Linked DNA regions of Oncorhynchus mykiss: region 1 is linked to region 2. Evidence: chromatin contacts called from public Hi-C data. All regions are on one chromosome and are shown on one strand. Each heading gives the region's core, a stretch centred on a gene start, on an enhancer-like site or on the middle of the called end of the contact. The rest is flanking DNA. Distances are from core to core; before and after follow the strand shown.

Region 1 (7,157 bases), core at 2,220-4,719, 60 kb after region 2:
CAATTATAGGTTATTATTCTGGAAATATTATGGTGGATGGAACTGCGCAGGTAGCCTATGTTTTGAAGGGATTTGTTTGACAATCAGATGAAAGTGCAGTCACACAACACCCATGATATGTGAAACGGAGGCCTGTGCAGAACACAAAAACAACAGTAAACAGGAGAAGATCTTTACATGACACTGTTTCCCGTCTTAGATAAGCATATGCCAGGCATCTTATCCAGGTTTCTCATACAAGCATTTTCAGTTTATTGTAAACGGGATACAACGTTTGTATGCGTTTCTATAACTCAAAAATATAATACTTATTGTAAACGGGATACGACGTTTGTATGCATTTGTATAACTCAAAAATATATATATAATACTTGTGTCCCAAATAATAATAGGATATTGGTGCGCATGTAAATGTGGTCAATGTGAAAACATTTGAAAAGACAACTCTCATGGATAAATCAGTCAAAGCCCCACCTAGTGGTAGTAGTCACCGATTTCAATTATTGGGTTTTTTATAGTCAAGTACAAACATGTGGTTAACACAATTTTCTGTAGAGAAAGCCTTGCTGTTTTCTTGAACTCCATATAAACCATATGAAGCACAACATTATAGTCAAAAATAGTCAAAAAGAAAAATAATTGTGTAAGTAACACAAAACCTAATGTTGTGTGTGTCAAAGAGCCAGTGTTTCTGTCTGGCATTGCCCTCAGGCAGATTAGATGGGCACATCAGGCCCTGACCCCATCCTAAAACTGGTGATTCACCACAGTGGGGTTGTTTGCTAAGCCAGCTGGTGCTATCTCAGTCTCCCAGGAAGGCAATGGGCCGTTTCACTACAAATGTAGGATCTTCATTTGATCACTCTTTTGTTGCTGAGAATTGTCCTGTCTTTTAAAAAGGCTTCTAATGTGTATAATTTCCACTTAGAAAATTCAGACTTGACTTGCCCTAAAGAAAATGTATCAACCCCTACAAAAATGTCCATTCATAATATTCCACATAATGATTCACATTTTTAATTTTCCTGCAGTAGCAAACTGGCTCAAATTAAGATCCTACGTATGTATTACCACCACTTCCACTCAGTCCCTCAAGCTGCATTGTGTTTGTGGAAATCATGTTTAATTAAACCCATCATAAAATTATTCACAATAATGTAACTGGCAAATTGTCCATCCTTTTACATTTGCATAACATAACTGTTTGAAAAAGCATGAATGGATTTTACTTAGCTGACATGTTATCATAAGTAGGCCAACGATGGAGTGTTATGTAAAAAATATTTGAAGGCATGCACAGTCTTGTCAAGTATGCTTACTAAAACCCTTCTGGCAACAGTCCTATTGAATCCCCTTGGGTAGAGAGGGAACCTAATATTCAGGTTTCTCCTATTTGGAAATAGGAGAAGGGTGCACACACACACACAAGTTACTCTTGTGGGGAGGTCGGGTTATGAACAGTAAACTCACAGTGTGCTGTGGGATGCTCCTGTAATCAGGTACCCTGCTGAGTGAGGGAGTATAGGCCTACATTTACTGTGGCGTTGATGTGTTTTGGTGTTGAATATAACTAGTTATTCTGATGGGAAGTTTATGAATAGGGAACTCCCAGTGAGCTGTCTGTCTGTGGGATGTTCCTGTAATCAACCCCTCCCAGTGAGTAGAGGAACAGCTATCAGGGTAGGGTGTGCCATATGTGACAGAAACGGATAGTTCTGCTACCCCCCTCCCTCCTATCGTCCCTCACAGAAAGATGACCAAGAGAACACACACAGATAGTGAATATAGTAGACAGACAACTAGTTCTCACAGTCTCACGTCAGAATTAGACGTTCATCCATGTTTCTCAAACTTCACATTTCAGAGTTGTTCCAAATGTAACAGTTTGAAGTGTTTAAGGTTAAGTTTAGGCATTAACTTCAAATTTTTTAAGGTTAGGGTTAAAGTTAGGAATTAACTCTGAGTGGTTAAGGTTAAAGGTTGGGATAGGCTTAAAACAAGAATAACTTTCTATTGCTGTGGCCAGTTTCCACATCATCTCCTGACGTCCTCAGAATTGTATTTTTGTTATTTTTTATTTAACCTTTATTTAACTAGGCAGAAATGGATGGATGTTGAATACTGACTTGTATCATGAGTGACCTGGCTGAGACTCTATTAATCATGCATTGAGCTTTTGACATATGCTTATATTGTTTTATGCATTTCTTTCTGTTTTTGATGCTTTTTTATTTTAAATTGTGGTATTTAACTATGGAAGAAGTAATATTTCATTTTAAAATAATTGTTATAGTGTGCTGAGAACATTTGATTGATTTGATTGATTCAATTGTAATTATTGTCCTTATTTTTCACAATAGTGTCTGTTGGCAACATAACAACAATGTTTATTAAATCTTGTAACCCTTTCATGATGTTCATGTCTAAAGGCTGAGCTTGCTTGTTGAGACACAACCAAGATGCAAAATGGACAGTTCCAATACAGAATGACAGTGGACTGCAGATGTATTTACATAGTTCACTTGGCTTCCGTTTTATATAACCTATCCTACATCAATACTGATGTCAAAAGTCTTGATGGGTGAGAGCTCCTAGCAGAGCTCTTTAAGGAAAAGGGAGGAAGTTAAAGAAGCATTGACAGACTTATGACATGATTATTTACTCCCATCTAGTGATCAAATATGCAACTACAGTATTATGTTTCTGTAAGGGTCGGTACTGTAAAGGGAGGAATGTATTGCTGTAGGTTGGACTTGAGAGAAATAAGATCAAGATTTGTGAATTTCAAAATAATATATAGAAATATTCATACCTAGGATCTCAAAACAAAAATAAGGTATGACTCCCGTATACAGTATTTTCTTCATTCCATAATGATTCAACAGCTACTTTCAGTCTGCATAAAATACATAATACAGCCTATTATGCTAATATTATTAGCTATAGGTTATTATTAAGCCATAACTAAGGGTCCAAGGACAGCGCCCCCCAAAATTGTAGCCTGAAAGCACAGAGTTTCTAAACTCAGAGGCGCAACACCGCGAAACTTCCGGGAACGCTTGCGAAACAGACCAAACATTCCAGGCCGGAGTCTGGGGTAAGAGAAATGCAATTGTTTTATTTAGTCATTAATTTTCTCGAAATCTCAAGGCACAACCTAGATTCGAGCCAATGTCTTAAGTAGTTGACCATATTATTACTCCAACCTCGTGAAAGTGACAAACTGACACGTTTTTATTTTTGTCAAAAAACAACTTTATGTCGGAGTGCTTTTGATTTGACGGCTCACACATGCGCAGTTCGGCACGAGACGGCCGTTAGACCCAATGAAGTGTTCCTACGCATGGCCTTTGCTAGCCAACTTCGCCGTGGCATCGCCTACGTGATCGGGGATTTCTATTGCAGAAGCAGTGTTTGCCTCTCTTCCTAGTGTACCGTCTTTGCTGAAGGTGTCCCACCGTTCTACAATGCGCGTGCGCAATTCTTACAACCAACGATCCGACGTCATTGAATGATGTTGATCGTCAAATCAGTTCTGACATGGACTCAGCGCTGACTTTAGAACGTTTCTCCGCGACGTCAAAAGTCTTGTTCTTGTGTGAGTTTGAAGAAGTTTGCTACCGCGTCTTCTCTGCTTATCAGGCTACCTTGTTTCAGTGATGGCGTTACATGGCAAAGTGGCTTTAGTGACTGGTGCGGTGCAAGGTTTGGGTAAAGGTTTCTCAGAAATTCTTTTGCAAAAAGGAGCAAAGGTAAGAGTCCGCGTCAGTGTTGTCAATGAAACTGTTGTTTTGTTTTTCACTGTCAGAATACATGCTACAATATGCGTTACGTCTTGTAAATGACTTCTAATATTAAAATAAATAAACGTAATCAAAATAAATTTATTCGATGTTCCATGATTTTCTTTATTAAAAGTAATATTTTGGTTGTTCTGTATGTTTAGGTAGCCCTGTTGGATATAAATGAGTCAGGGGGGAAGGATTTGAAGGCTGCCTTTGATAAAGAATATGGACCAGACAGAACACTGTTTCTTACCTGCACCGTTGAATCTGAGGAACAACTAAAAGGTAAATCATGACTGCTTTATCATTTAGTAACATATTGAGATACTTGTAAACGCTTTAAGGAAAGAACCACAACTGTCCATATCCATTCTGTTCATCATTACCTCAACACTGGTAGTGATTTCAGATAATGTTGATTAACAAAGATAAATATTAGGCTACAATTATCAACTTGCCACAACTGAAGTTTCCTCTGGGGAAAATACAATTATTCCAATCTATAAATCTTGTTGCATATATACTTGAGGAACTTTGAGCAGCAATTGGGTTTTACTTTACACACACACTCCAGTCATATAGACTACAGTAAAGCCTACAGCCAGGCTGAACGTGTGGATTGCCTTCTATGCTGCATTCTTTTGTGCTTTTTTTAAGGCACACTAATTCCTCAAGGAGCAGAACAGTTTATGTAATGTATGGACTGTTTACCCTCAAAATCAACAGAGTGTTTCCAATGTATTACTACGTAGATTCAAAATGAAGCTGATATACAGTATCTTTGTCAACACAAAGTTCTGACACAGTAATACCGGGAAGGACTTCCCTTCACTAAAGGGTGCGCTTGTAAATTCGCTCTGGCTATCTACTCCGATTTCAAAGCACTCGTCGGAGTGTGCCAGAGCGTCGAACATCTGATGAATTTACAAACGCTCAAAACCCGTTGAATATGTCCGGTGTCAGTACACGTCTGGGAAAAAAAGCGTAATTAAATTGTTTTCAGCAGCACAGTTACAGTCACAAACGCTTGGAATTTCCGGACAATCTAACAACGCTCTGAATTTAAGAACGCCCTGAGCGCACTCTGGCACTCCAGATTGAATTTACTAACACACCCAAAATAACAAGTGAGAAGTAACTCCCTCGCACCTTTTTCTTCACTTTGCAACTCATGGTGACATTTCTATTCTGTTGACAGATGCCTTTCAGAAAACGGTAGAGGCGTTTGGGGGCTTAGACATCGTCTGCAACAACGCTGGTATCATCGATGAGACGAACTGGGAGAAATGTGTGTCTATAAACCTCGTAAGATGAAGTATTTTTTTTCTGTTGTTTTAGTACAGAGTTTACTCTTGAGTTTTTAGGGAAGCTGTTTGCGAAAAACAATGTTGGTTGTTAGCTGAGTAGTCAGAAAAAGTGTCATATTTTGGCTATGACGTGCTCGTATATAAGATTACACATGACAGAACTTGTCTTCTCTGTGTAAGATACACACCATACATATAGAAAACACATTTATGAAAAGTATGTTAAGTGGTTGGTATGAATATGTATTGTCATTGCTCTTCTGTTTTATAGGACTATGATTGTTTTATGGCAGTTATTTTCTTATTTTTAATGTTATGACTTTTACATTTTTATATCTTGTTTTTATTTTGGGAATACTCTCTTAAAATGTTCTGATTATTTCCATTCCATAATGTTAAGCACATTTGGCTGCTGTACTGTTCTGATCATCCTGTGCTGCCCTACAGAATGGAGTGGTGAGAGGCACATATCTGGCTCTCCAGCACATGAAAAAGCAGAACAGAGGGCAGGGAGGCGTCATCATCAACATAGCGTCTATGGCAGGTGCAGTGTCCATTTGATTTACTTCCACGTCAGTTACTTTTCACTTCAGTTATTATAATGACAATTCTAGAGTTCCTTGGCTGACTCCCAATACACAAATGGCACTCTATTTACTATAATTTTGGAACATTAAGTGCACAACTTTTGACTAGAGTCCTATGGGCCCTGGTCAAAAGTAGTGCACTAAATAGGGAATAGTGTGCCATTTGGGATGCAGGCCTTGTGTCTTCTGTTCTGACATCTGACTGAAATGTTCCTTTGCCTTTCCATAGGTCTGGGTCCTCTGCTGACTGCTCCCATCTACACAGCCACCAAACACGGGGTGGTGGGGTTCAGTCGGGCTATGGCGGTATGTCCCTCTTAGAATCAGGAATTGGTGTGCTCCACTCAGTTTGACCTCTGCAGCTGCTAAAGACCAACGGATGTTTCGACAACAGCCTTCATCAGCATTTCTCTCCTCCCCGGGGGTTAGACACTGCTCATAGGTTTCTAAAGGCAGGAGGATTGGGAAAAGCATATGACCAGGAGTTTCTACAGTAATAGGTTCTAACAAGGGCCACATGGTCAGGAAAAACTCAGGGTTCTAGGCATGGGGGCATAGACAATTGCTCAGTGTGACTTCATACTTATTTTGATCATGCACTGTGTGAAGTCAATTGATTCCAAAGAGCCAGAGTATGTAGATTATTAGAATAACGCGCACAATTATGAGTTGTCCCAAATGTGGCGTCCCTATGGGCCCTGGTCAAAAGTAGTGCACAATAGGGTGCCATTTGGGATCCAACACAGGTTTGATTTAGATCCTTCAGAGCACTTAAGTGTCTGAGTAAAAGCAGACATCAGATCAGAAAGAGGATTGCTTATATCTCTGCAGCACAGACAACCAGGGTGACAAAAATGCCATCTCCTTTTTTTGCTATCTGTTGCATTTGCATTGTAACTGTGAGAGAACGTGGTAGCAGGGTATTTGGTAATTTGTACAGGAAAACCACAACAAAAATAATAGCTGAACGTTAGTTCCTCATGCTCAATTTAGGTTCCCTGTGTCAGTGGACAGTAAACATGATGCTTGTGTGTGTGTGTTTTCTGACAGGATGTCTCCCGTTTGTGTGACTACGGGGTGCGAATTAATGTCCTCTGCCCTGCTTTCGTCCAAACCGCCATCCTCTCCTCCATGAGTTCAGAGGAGACTGCGGGACAGTTCGCAGGTCTGAGGGGAGTGGCAGAGAAACTACTGGAACAGTTTGGTGTGCTTGAGTGAGTCTGTCCTCCCCAGCCCCTTTCATTAGATGGGCAGTGTTCGATTCTTTACCCCCACCCCATGTAGCCTACTATAGCACAGAAGCACACACACTTACGATGAACACTACACATTTAGAGCAGTTAACTCACTACCTACTAAACTACAGTGTTGTGGTGATTTACCCAATGACAGTATGCTACAAAATCGCATCCCACAAACAAATAGACGATAATACCTTGCATGGTGTATAAGACAGTCAACTTATAACAACCCAGAAT
Region 2 (7,217 bases), core at 3,025-5,524:
CCGGGGCTGTTAGGTCGGTCTCAAGTGGAGCGAAGCTGTTTGATAGCTGGATCAGATCTTCTCGGATAGATGAAGGGCCTTGCGAGTGTCCAGTCTCCCATGGAGTTGAGCTTAGCATCTGTTCATTGAATTGGGACAAATAAACGTCGCCCGACTAATCAACAGCTTTTCTTTGGGAGGCATTTAAAATTGAGATTGGGTTTGCTTGGGTTACAGCACGGTCGGTGTACTTAGAAAGGTTATCCTTTTCTCACAGCCGGAGGATCTCTTCTCTAAGCTGCTTGATGGTGATGCATTAAGGGCAGAAGAATCCCTCTCCATTTCTCAGTTTATGGTCATGTATAAAAATGCCCAGTTGCCCATTATTTTGGCTACCATGGCTAAAAAAGAAATCTCAGTGACTTTCAAAAAGGGGTGTCAAAGGAGCATATGGGGTTTAAAGTGTGTGGCAGGTAGCCTTGCGGTTAAGAGCATTGCCATTCGACACAATGACTAAGCGAAAACAGGTTTCAGTAATTTTTCAAATCTCAAAAAAATAAAAATGTATCTTATTTACATAAGTATTCAGAGAAATTGAGCTCAGGTGCATCCGGTTTTCATTGATCATCATTGAAATGTTTCTATAAATTGATTAGAGTCAGCCTGTGGTACATTCCATGGATTACACATGATTTGGATAAGCACACACCTGTCTAAATAAGGTCCCACAGTTGACAGTGCACCCAAGAGCAAAAACCAAGCCATGAGGTTGAAGGAATTGTTTGTAGAGCTCTGAGACAGGATATTGTCGAGGCACAGATCTGGGAAGGGCACCAAAAAATGTATGCAGTATTGAAGGTCCAACAACACAGTGGTCTCCATCATTCTTAAATGGAGGAAGTTTGGAACCAACAAGACTCTTCCTAGAGCTCTGGCTGCCCGGCCAAACTGAGCAATCAGGGGAGAAGGGTCTTGGTCTGGGAGGTGACCAAGAACCCAATGGTCACTGACAGAGCTCCAGAGTTCCTCTGTGGAGATGGGAGAACCTTCCAGAAGGACAAGCATCTCTGCAGCACTCCACCAATCATGCCTTTCTGGGAGTGACCAGACAAAAGTCACTCCTCAGTAAAAGGCACATGACAGCCCGCTAAGAGTTGCCAAAAGGCATTCGCTGGTCTGATGAACACAAGATTGATCTCTTTGGCCTGAATGCCAAGTGTCACATCTGGAGGAAACCTGGCACCATCCCTACAGTGAAGCATAGTGGTGGCAGCATCATGCTGTGGGGATGTTTTTCAGCGGCAGGGACTGGACCCTGACTTGTCTCCAAGGGAAAGATGAACGGAGCAAAGTAGAGCGAGATCCTTGATGACCTGCTCCAGAGTGCGCAGGACCTCAGACTGGGGCAAAGGTTCACCTTCCAAAAGGACAACGATTCTAAGCACACATAAAGACAATGCAGGAGTGGCTTCGGGACAAGTCTCTTAATGTCCTTGAGTGGACCAGCCAGAGCCCGGACTTGAACCCAATCGAACATCTCTGGAGAGACCTGAAAATAGCTCGCCAAATACAGGTGTGCCAAGCTTGTAGCGTCATACCCAAGAAGACTCAAGGCTGTAATTCCTACCAAAGGTGCTTCAACAAAGCACTGAGTAAAGGGTCTGATTACTTATGTAAATGTGATATTTTTTGCTTTGTTAATATAGGGTATTGTGTGTAGATTGATGAGGAAAAAATACAATTGAATCAATTTAAGAATACATAAAAATATGGAAAAAGTCTAGGGGTCTGAAAACTTTCCTAATGCACTATGCATACATACAGTACCAGTCAAAAGTTGACACCTACTCATTCAAGGGTTTTCATATTTTTCTTTTTACTATTTTCTACATCAAAACTACGAAATAATACATAGAATCATGTAGTTACCAAAAAAGTGTTAAATCAAAATGTATTTTATAGTCAAGATCTTTCAAAGTCGCCACCCTTTGCCTTGATGACAGCTTTGCACACTTGGCCTTCTTTCAACCAGCGTCATGAGGTAGTCACCTGGAATGCATTTAAATTAACAGGTGTGCCTTGTTAAAAGTTCATTTGTGGAATGTCTTTCCTTCGTAATGCGTTGGAGCCAATCAGTTGTGTTGTGACAAGGTAGGGGTGGTATACAGAAGATAGACCTATTTGGAAAAATACCAAGTCCATATTATGGTAAGAACAGCTCAAATAAGCAAAGAGAAACAACAGTCCATTATTACTTTAAGACATGAAGGTCAGTCAATCCGGAACATTTCAAAAACTTTGAAAGTTTCTTCCAAGTGCAGTCACAAAAACCATCAAGTGCTATGATGGAACTGGTTCTCACGAGGACCACAGGAAAGGAAGACCCAGAGTTACCTCTGCTGCGGAAGTTCATTAGAGTTACCAGCCTCAGAAATTGCAGCTGGTGACTATCGGTGATTTATTTACAATTCAAGGCACACTTAACCAGCATGGCTACCACAGCATTCTGCAGCGATACGCCATCCCATCTTGTTTGTGCTTATTTGGACTATCATTTGTTTTTCAACAGGACAATGACCCAACACACCTCCAGGCTGTGTAAGGGCTATTTGACCAAGAAGGAGAGTGATGGAGTGCTGCATCAGATGTTCTGGCCTCCACAATCACCCGACCTCAACCCAATTGAGATGGTTTGGGATGAGTTGGACCGCAGAGTGAAGGAAAAGCCTGACTCGTAGTCTGCGTTCCAATTCATCCCAAAGGTGTTCGATAGGGTTGAGATCAGGGCTCTGTGCAGGCCAGTCAATTCTTCCACACCTATCTCGAAAAAACATTTCTGTATGGACCTCACTTTGCGTACGGGTGTAGTGTCATGCTGAAACTGGAAAGGACCTTCCCCAAGCTGTTGCCAGAAAGTTGGAGGCTCAGAATCGTCTAGAATGTAATTGTATGCTGTAGCATTAAGATCTCTTCACTAGAACTAAGGGGCCTAGCCCGAACCATGAAAAACAGCCCCAGACCATTAATCCTCCTCCACCAAACTGTACAGTTGTCACTATGCATTGGGGCAAGTGGTGTTCTCCTGGCATCCACCAAACCCAGATTAGTCCGTTGGACTGCCAGAAGGTGAAGTGTGATTCCCCACTCCAGAGAACAAATTTCCACTGCTCCGGAGTCCAATGGCAGCAAAATGTACACGACTCCAGCTGACACTTCGCATTGTGATCTTAGGCTTGTGGGCGGCTGCTTCAGTAAGGTCATTCTACTGCCAATGTTTGTCTGTCTATCAAGATTGCATGTCTGTGTGATCGATTGAATATAACTGTCAGCAACAGGTGTGGCTGATATAGCCAAATCACCACATTGTAAGGGGTGTCCACATACTTTTGTAGATTGATAGATATTAAACAACAACATTAAAAGAGAGATCAGTCCTATTTAATACGGTCTGCAGAAACTGTTTTTTACAAGTCAAAGCTCGATGAAAAGCCATGAAATACCTACAAATTATACAGCTGATGAGGCATAGAAACATATTTAGTTATGAGACTAAAGCCATCTGGCTAAACATGTAAATAAGGAACATAATGTACCTCTATGATGAGGCTGACATCAGTGGTGAGGGCCTGCACCCTGTGGAAGCTGGCAATCAGGCCAAGTGACAGGAAGCCCTCCTGGTCCATCTTCTTGCGCAGGAAGAAATCCCGCTCCAGGTTGCCAAGGCTGAAGTAGTACTCACTACGGAGAGACGCGGAAAGTTCAAAAACAAGGAGGATCAAGGTACTCTTCCTATAATTAAAATGCCTTTATTATGAAGGCATGTTCAATAGAAGAAACACTGTCAAGCCAAGCCCTTGTCAGGGAATACAATGACATAATGTGGGAAAAGTTGAGACTAAATATTTGCCTACGTTCTCAGCATTGTTTGAGTTGGAGATAAACGTAATTTCAATTGTCATCAGATGTTTAGGAGATGGAATTTGATTCAGATTCCATGTTATATTCTGGGGACACCCATATGAGAAAGTATGCATGCATGTTTAAGTCGGTTTGGATAAAAGTGTCTGCTAAATCGCATATATATTATATTACACTATTCCAAGGCTGAACAACAGTGACATCTGCTTCCTCTTGAAACATTGACCTATAAAGCGTAGTAACCAATGGCAGAACTTATGACGCATAGTTACCAATGGTAGTACATTTAAAGCAACGTAACCAACGGTAGGTAGGTAAGTACTCACATCTGCCTTTTGACATAGTCCTTGAGCAGGCCCTGGTCCACTGTGTACAGGTCACTGCTGCTCATGTTGTCGTAGTAATAGGTCACTGGAGCACCAAACTTCTGTCCGTAGGCACCGTCCTTCCCGTTGTAGGCCTTGTAGCCATAATGGTAGTCAGGGTGACCTGGTAGGAGACACGGCAGTAGTAAACCATTACAGGGCCACTGTCACAAGCCTACTACAAGTGAACAACAAGGCTGCAGAGCTACAAGAGTTCACCAACAGCAGGGAGACATTTGCAGCACAGCTGTTGAATCCCAGGAAGGCGCGCAATGATTTACTAAATAGGAACTAGCTAAGATTTAAAATGTGGTGTCCCCCGGGGGAAAATCCTTTGACTTCTGAAAGTAACACTGTGTTCCTGAGGAGAGGGAAGAGTCTGAAAACTCAAAACAGGTGGATCTCGGCCAAGTGAGAAGGAGAAGAACGGCAGGTTTCATCACAACAGGGGGTGGGTGGAGGGAGGGAGTGTCACCTTTACTCCTCTTCCCCTGTTCCACCCCCTTTCTCCTCAAATGAAAGGTGGCAGTGTTTTCCTGTCAGAGGCAGACTCCCATGGCCCAGTCAGAGGTGAGAGAGGAGCGGCTGGTTGCCAAAACCAACAGGCCCAGCCAGGCTAGGGATGTAGAATATTTGAATATCCAAACGGACGTTAGTATTCGAATACTTGTGTGAGTACTACTGCATCTCCCTCTCAATTAAATTCAAGGGGTTTTATTGGCATGGGAAACATATGTTAACATTGCCAAAGCAAGTGAGGTAGATAATACACAAAAGTTAAATTAACAATAAACAATGCACTCACATAAGTTCACCTCTCCCTCCGTCTGCTCCCTCCCATCTCACACCGGCCCCTCCACAGCTGCAGCAATAGAGCTCCACCCTCTCTCCCTCCCATCTCACACCAGCCCCTCCACAGCTGCAGCAATAGAGCTCCACCCTCTCTCCCTCCCATCTCACACCGGCCCCTCCACAGCTGCAGCAATAGAGCTCCACCCTCTCTCCCTCCCATCTCACACCGGCCCCTCCACAGCTGCAGCCATAGAGCTCCACCCTCTCTCCCTCCCATCTCACACCAGCCCCTCCACAGCTGCAGCAATAGAGCTCCACCTTCTCTCCCTCCCATCTCACACCGGCCCCTCCACAGCTGCAGCCATAGAGCTCCGCCCTCTCTCCCTCCCATCTCACACCGGCCCCTCCACAGCTGCAGCAATAGAGCTCCACCTTCTCTCCCTCCCATCTCACACCGGCCCCTCCACAGCTGCAGCAATAGAGTGCCTCCCTCGTGCAGCAGTGCTCGGGTCAAACACTTAAGCTAATTAACCCCACATGGATTTTGAATATGCAACACATTTATGATACTACTCCAATAGTGAAATTATTTTAAACTCTTAATCCCGAGCACCATGTCTAACCCCACTGCCCTGAGCTATCCCAGGTCTTGACACGTCCTAACACACTCTGGTAGTTATTAAATTGTTTTGCTCATACTGTTTCCTTAGTGAGGCTGGATCAGGGTCACACAAGACCAAGGCAAAGCCAGCAGACAGATCATTCCACCATTTCCACATAAGCACAACCACACATTGATCGGAACCAGCAATGGAGCGCAACCACACAAAGAGAGAGCTGGTAGAGTGGAGAGCTGGGCTTTATGACATGTGGCGAAGCTTCATTCAACAGTATTGTTCTACAGAGGATCGAATGCGCTCGAACCATCCAGCTGATAGCCCTCCATATAACAATTCATGATTTTCCACTAAGGGGATTTTGGAAATGTAACCAGTTTATTGACTGACAGCACGTTAACAAAAACTAAAGAATTCATAACAGATTTTTTTCTTGCACAATATAGGTTCAGCATACCCACTTAGATGCCTTTAAGAGTGACATTTAGAGGCCAATGAAATGTTTTATCCCAATAACAAAACGGTCAGAACAATTAACATTATAAAATCAATGGTGTCGAAAAGTGTGAAGGTGCAACACTGGCCTGGTGAGGAGGTAGGCTACAGTCCCCCCATCAGGGTGATAACTTGACTCTGAGACATGGCGAAGGTGTAGCCTCTCATGGAGGGTTGCCTGGATACTTGACTACCGATGCCGGTCTACTCTGCTTAGCAGCAGCAGAAGAAGCCTGATCCCTCATGACTGAGCTCACTCATCTTGTCCAGAAGGTCTACTACTTGTTCTTACGCTGGCTGCTCTAACTCATCGTTATCGTACTCCTCACTGAGCTCTTCCTCTAGCTCAACTGGGGGAATGAGGTGGACTGGAAAAACGGACTCAATTCGTACATTGGGGCCAGACTGTTGCTGAGTAGACTTTTTTTTTTGGGGGGGGGGGGGTATAGCTGGCTGCAGACCTTATCCACAAGCTTCCCCATTTCCTGTTTAACGCCATGAACCTCGAATTCTCGCTCTACGGCTAGATGAGATATCTGGTGTCCTGTGTGAATTTAAGTATGCTTTCTCTAATTCTCTCTCTGAGGACCTGAGCCCTAGGACCATGCCTCAGGACTACCTGGCCTGATGACTCCTTGCTGTCCCCAGTCCACCTGGCCATGCTGCTGTTCCAGTTTCAACTGTTCTGCCTGAGGCTATGGAACCCTGACCTGTTCACCGGATGTGCTACCTGTCTCAGACCTGCTGTTTTCAACTCTCTAGAGACAGCAGGAGCGGTAGATATACTCTGAATGATCGGCTGTGAAAAGCCAACTGACATTCACTCCTGAAGTGCTGACCTGTTGCACCCTCGACAACCACTGTGATTATTATTATTTGACCCTGCTGGTCATCTATGAACATTTGAACATCTTGGCCATGTTCTATTATAATCGTCACCCAGCACAGCCAGACTGGCCACTCCTCATAGCCTGGTTCCTCTCTAGGTTTCTTCCTAGGTTTTGGCCTTTCTAGGGAGTTTTTCCTAGCCACCATGCTTCTACACATGCAT

The links. Hi-C and Micro-C count contacts between places; a contact is called where the count stands out from the background.
Region 1: a contact with region 2 is called in a Hi-C map of liver, with 2.2 times the contacts expected there. The contact joins the promoter of zgc:56585 here to the enhancer-like site in region 2. A contact is called at or near these places in 3 of 3 Hi-C or Micro-C datasets (blood and liver).

What each region holds. Positions count from the first base shown.
Region 1 is chr2:50,571,947-50,579,103 of USDA_OmykA_1.1, forward strand. zgc:56585 (15-hydroxyprostaglandin dehydrogenase [NAD(+)]) reads left to right here and starts at 3,470. Exons shown (of 8, transcript XM_021564453.2): 1 at 3,470-3,752; 2 at 3,947-4,070; 3 at 4,984-5,090; 4 at 5,540-5,636; 5 at 5,909-5,985; 6 at 6,730-6,893. The coding sequence starts at 3,660.
Region 2 is chr2:50,510,772-50,517,988 of USDA_OmykA_1.1, forward strand. It overlaps LOC110491068 (la-related protein 1), which reads right to left. Exons shown (of 20, transcript XM_036950070.1): 8 at 4,224-4,386; 9 at 3,573-3,717. Among protein-coding and RNA genes, the nearest start is that of LOC110491068, 47 kb to the right of the region's middle. Within about 2 kb of position 4,275, at least 1 of the 11 cell types and tissues checked has an H3K27ac peak or open chromatin away from gene starts, as enhancers often do. A contact at or near this core is called in liver, where this site is marked.